Regions from separate parts of the Mus musculus genome. Here region 1 is linked to region 2. A link is a contact called in public Hi-C data. All regions are on one chromosome and are shown on one strand. The core of a region is the stretch at or near the end of the contact, and the rest is flanking DNA. Distances in the headings are between cores, read along the strand shown. Region 1 overlaps Gm35895 (a long non-coding RNA gene). Region 2 has its middle 23 kb from the start of 1700104L18Rik.

The links. A called contact is a pair of places that touch in the nucleus more often than the background predicts.
Region 1: a Hi-C map of liver shows a contact between it and region 2, with 4 times the contacts expected there. The contact joins two enhancer-like sites. A contact is called at or near these places in 2 of 39 promoter capture datasets (hippocampal neurons and liver), 8 of 484 Hi-C or Micro-C datasets (T follicular helper cells, embryonic stem cells, liver and 2 more) and 1 of 9 other capture datasets (embryonic stem cells).

Annotation. Positions count from the first base shown.
Region 1 is chr12:54,353,006-54,355,705 of GRCm38.p6, forward strand. It overlaps Gm35895 (a long non-coding RNA gene), which reads left to right. Exons shown (of 3, transcript XR_381605.3): 3 at 139-234. Among named protein-coding and RNA genes, the nearest start is that of Gm35895, 3.5 kb to the left of the region's middle. Within about 2 kb of position 1,401, at least 24 of the 459 cell types and tissues checked have an H3K27ac peak or open chromatin away from gene starts, as enhancers often do. A contact at or near this core is called in liver, where this site is marked.
Region 2 is chr12:54,255,634-54,258,333 of GRCm38.p6, forward strand. No RefSeq gene overlaps it. Among named protein-coding and RNA genes, the nearest start is that of 1700104L18Rik, 23 kb to the left of the region's middle. Within about 2 kb of position 1,363, at least 21 of the 459 cell types and tissues checked have an H3K27ac peak or open chromatin away from gene starts, as enhancers often do. A contact at or near this core is called in liver, where this site is marked.

The DNA of each region.
Region 1 (2,700 bases), core at 151-2,650, 97 kb after region 2:
TTTTTCTTTCCTTTTCTTTCTTTTTCTTTTCTTTTTTTCATTTTCTCTTTCTTTTTCTGCTGCAGCCGCCTTACCTTCCAGGAAGCCTTTGGTTTAGAATAATATTTACATGTATTTGCATTTCTTTTGTACACACAGATGGGGGGATGGTCATGGCGGAGAGTTTTGCTTAGAAATGAAACCGCTTCCTGGGCCGGTACACAAAATGCTATTCCAATTGCCAATTTCAAATCCTGAAGCAACTCAGTTCAGCTCAAATCCAGGTGATTTCTCTCACGCTCCCTCAGTCCCAAAGCCCCCGCCCCTGCTTTTTCCATGGCTGCTTTGTCATTCTCCACATAAGGCAGGGGTGGGCAAGCTCTATTTGTTTTGGTCTTATACAAACTGGAAATGTTTCCTCCTGCAATCTTTCATGGTTTTTAGTCATTTTTAGAGAACTCTGTGGGCACCCTCTGGTGGCTGACTAGAATTTTTGCCTACAAAAATCAAGAGTTTGACTGAGATGGCTTAATCTCACTAACAGTCCTGATCTTTGGCTTTCCGTGGAACAGCGTGAGTTTCTCTGAGAAGTTAGTTCATCGCATGAAGCATGAGAGACAAGCATGCAGCAGTTGGTTTGAAACCCGCTGAGGAGAAAGGTGCCGTACAAAAAAATGCTAGCGCTAGGTGCTGCCATGGCTTGTAGGTTGCAGTGTTGCCAGGCCAGCCTGGGTACATGGGATGAAAGGTGACCTTCTGTGGGCTCTTGGAAGACTTAGCTTCCACAGGAAACACATGCACAGCACGCAGAGCACACACACACACACACACACACACACACACACATGCTCCCTGGGTGACAGCTGTGATGGACGGTAACAACGGAACAATGGCTGACTCCTTTTTTGTTTAAAACCAAAAGAGAATTAAGTCAAGCCAAAGAATGATATAAGGGAGGTTGGGAGGTCAGCGGAACTGGAAAGGTCCCAGGAGAAGGGTAAATCAGGAAGACTAACGCTTGACTTCCTTAGACCTGCTCAAGAGAGCAGCGGCTTTTGAAAACCCCTCAGGTCTTTGGAGAATCCTTGGGGTGGCTGGGGAGGTCGAAACTAGCTTTCGGGAAGAATTATGCGGCCCTCCTACCTGATCTCTCATGCCCTTGAGCCCTGAAACCCTGGGGGTTTGATAAGTACTGCAGCTTTGTCAACAAAGACATCAGCTTCGTTTCCTTAACTCTTTCCCAAAGATTTAATTAGTCTCAGGATATTCACCGGAGTCAGTTAATGTCACCTTCATATTGTGAGCAGAGGTGCACAGGGGTTAAACATGAGTGTGACTTCAGGGACTCTAGGAGGCAGCTCCACTGCCCTGGTGCCCCGGAATCTCCCCTGCCGTGGCCTCAGTTCTCAGTTACCACCCATCATGCACTTTGTCCCTCTGCACAAGCGGCAGAAGTGAAAGCCAGCAGGACAAGGTTTCATGGAAGGGCACTCTGGGAGAAGCAATGTCCCAGCAGGCCCTAGAAGCCAGAAAGACAGCCCAGCTGTTCAGATCCCAGACCACACAGTCTTTAGGCCTCGCAGCATCTTTTACCTGCAGACAAAGAGGCATTGTCTACCAGGACAACTTCCTTAAGGAAATTATTTTCATGTGCTCTGTTTCACAGCCAGAGCCCAGGGCAAAAAGGAAGTCCCAGTTCCAGCAAGCTGTCAGTCACGCTGCTCCCGCTCCCAGGATTGGGGTAACAGCTACTTCTCAGCCAGGATGCATTTGAGAGTGCTGTGTGCGAGGGTGGAACAATGTCTTGGGTGGGTATTCCAGAAGCTGAGGTATGATGACTGAGCAACAATGGCACCGTGACCACACCTGTGGGAGCAGACGAAGCTTAGCCGCCCTCAGAGACACCCTGAAATCCACTGAGCTGAACCCGGTGAAACCTCTCCTTCACTTTCTGTCTCTGGTCTGTGCTTCCAGTAAAATGAAAATATCATTTCATGGCTGTTGTGGACCACACTCAATCTGGGCTGTATCGACCATCATGCTAATTGCAGCCAACAATACTTGCTGAGTACAGGCATCACCTTTTATACAGATTAGATTAACTTACTCATTTTCATGACAACCAAATGTTCCCCATTTTAAAAAAAAAAAGGATACCAAGCAAGGAAGTGAAATGCCTGGCCCCACTTGGGATGATGGTGGTTAAACATGAGTTCATTCAGGGTTCATTCAGGCTGATGGGCACCAGGCCCTGAGCTCTTCACAACCACTGCTGCTATTCCTTGAAGCCCTGTGTGGCAAGCTCAGTTACCCTTTGCAGAAGCCTGCATATGGTATGTGCTGTAATCATTCCCAGCTAGTGATGAGACCATAGAGAAAGTAAACAAGACTACACTGCTAGCAGAGGGAGAGACAGAGTAAAGCCAGTGTTTTCAGTCCTTGGACCTGAGGGCAGGCAGTTAAGAGCACTTGCTGCGCTTTGAGAGAAGCAGAGTTTAATCCCCAGCAGCCATGTGAGGCAGCTCTCAGCCACCTGTAACTCCAGCTCCAGGGGATCTGACATCCTCCCCAGGCCTCTGAGGGCACACAGTCACATTCTTACAGACACATAGACACACACACACACGTAGATAAAATAAAAATAAATCTCAACTAGTAAATAGTACAGAGGGACTCTGGTATCTACATGCAAAAGATGAACTGCTAGATGTAGGCTACAAA
Region 2 (2,700 bases), core at 113-2,612:
CACGCCTTTAATCCCAGCACTTGGGAGGCAGAGGCAGGCGGATTTCTGAGTTCGAGGCCAGCCTGGTCTACAAAGTGAGCTCCAGGACAGCCAGGGCTATACAGAGAAACCCTGTCTCGAAAAAACCAAAAAAAAAAAAGAAACCCTGTATCGAAAAAAAACAAAAAAAATTAAAAAGAGAGAGAGAGAGAGAGAGAGAGAGGAGAGTGAAAGAGAAATGAAAAGAGGAAAGGGAGGGAAGGGGAGAAGTGGGGGGCAGTTTCTTTATGCAACATGGGACCCTTCCACCCTTACAGGAAACAGAACTGAGAGTGTTAAAATAATCTTTAGAGTTTTTCAGATAAATGCAAAGAGGTCAGACCCAAAATGATGTCACAGAAATTAAGATGTTTGGGGTAAAAGTTGGGTGCGCCTCAGATAACCTGTCCTCCAGGCCTGAACCCCTACTCCTTGTCTGAGGACTTTGAATCTGCCTATTTGAGCCGACATATAGTCATTTCTATTCTAAACTCTGAAAGGTTACTCAGAAAATAAAGTTGTTTGCTTGAGTGTTCCTCTGCCTCTTTGTTATAATGTAACTGTGTTTCTGGTCTGAAAATAGCAACAGTGGGGGTGGGGAGGGTAGGGGGGTAGGGGGTGGGGGGTTGGCCCCTAGAGCATCAAGCAGCCCAGACAATTCACTGCTCAAACCCACCCTCTCCCAAACCTGAGTGGTTTCATGTCACATCCATCCAACCATTTGTTCATCTAGTCTCTCGTTACCATTCCATTGATCTGTGGTTGTCAGACCCTCTGCTAGATGCTGAGATAGAAAGAAGATGGATGTGACCCTCAGGACACTGGGAAATGTAATTCTGATTAAATGAAGTCAGTATCAAGGGATTATTGCTAATTTGCAGGAGAACAATGGTATTGTGGCTGAGAAGGAAAAGGTCCTTTTCTCTCTCCCCCAGAACACTTAAGGGTGCATGGTATGGTATCTCTGACTTAATTCAGTGAAACGAATGAGAAGACACACAGGGTAAAATGATAGTAATTGCTCTGCCAGGTGTGGATGTGTGCATGTTTATGATAATGTTTGAATGTGAGGTATGCCCCCGTAGGCTTCTGTATTTAAACACTTGGTTCCCACTCTAGTTGATGACAGTGTTTGTTGGAGTAGGTGGAACTTTGGGGGTACAGCTGGCATAGGCCGGTCTCTGGGGACAGGCCTTTGAGGACTGTGCCCACTTGCTTCCAGCTTGCATTGTCTGCTTCCTGATCTGCCAGATGTTGGCAGCGGCCACCTCATGCCCCTGCCGCTATGGGTGGAGCTGCCCCAGCCACTTGTGCCTTCCCCATCTGATGAACTTTATCCTCTAAACCAGAAGCCAAAGCAAACACTTCCTCCCCTGAGCTGTTTCAGCTGGTATATGGTCCCACAGTCCAGAGCAGTGGTTCTCAACTTTCCTAATGCTGCAACCCTTTAATACAGCCTCGTGGGGTGACACCCCCCCCCCGGCATAAAATTATTTTCATTGCTACTTCCTAATTGTAATTTGCTGCTGTTACAATATCAGAATGCAAATATCTGTGTTTTCCTAGGGTCTTAGGCAACCCCCCCCCCCCCCCCCCGTGAGAACCACTGGTCTAAAGTAACTAACAGAATTTACTCTGTGGAGTTGATAGGCTGCACACTTAACTTTCATTTTTAAAAGACCTCATAAGGAAAAGTTAATGCCAGGTCTGATAGCTCTGGCCTTGGATGCCATTAAGGGAGACTAAGGCAGGAAAATTGCAAGTTCGAGGCTTTACATGGAGTAAATTCAAGGTAAGCCTCTGCAACTTAGTGAGACCCTGCTTCTGAGTTCGAGGCCAGCCCGGTCTACAAAGTGAGTTCCAGGACAGCCAGAGCTAAACAGAGAAACCCTGTCTCGAAAAGCCAAAAAAAAAAGTAAAAAGAGGCCTGGTGATGCAGTCAGTAACAGAGTTGTTTCCTGGCAGGCACAGAGTCTTCGATTTAATCCCCAATTCTAGGGATTAAATACTTAAAAAACATTTTTGAGTTAAAAGCAAACAAACAATCCATTCGTCTTTAAGATAGCTCTGATATTGTCCTGGGGGACAGGGGTGTGGATTTAAGCCTAGAAGTCATTTCCCCAAAGGCAAAGGATAGAAAAGGATACAAATGGATATAAATGGATACAAATGGGAAACTTTGCACTTTCCTCTTGTTTCTTTTCTGTGTTTTTCCCCATCAAGCTGTGGCCTGTTTATACAAATACAGTTCTTAAAACCCTAAAGCAGCAGTCAGTGAAAAAAGTTGTCCCTTTTCCTGCAAGAGACTAATAGACAGCCAAGACCTACTCTGCTCCGATGACCTCTGTAGACAGAGAGCGCTTGGGGTTAGTCTGGTGTTCAGAACTGCAAAGACTGTACTTTTAACAGTTTTCTAAAGTACTGGCAGCATCAATTTGCCTCTACATTCCCTCCAATTGTACAGCTTGGGAAAGTATGCTGATTTCTACTCTCGGGGGCTCCTGCTGCTCCATGCTGCTCAATGATTATTCCAGAAACAGAGAAGCAGGCACTCTCAGTGGATGACGTTTGAATGAAAGCGAACAGTAGCTCAGCATGAACTAGGAAGTGCCAAAGATGAAGTCATGGTCCGTCCTGCGACCACAGTCAGCCTGCTGGAGAGGCCAGACCTGAGAGCCCTGA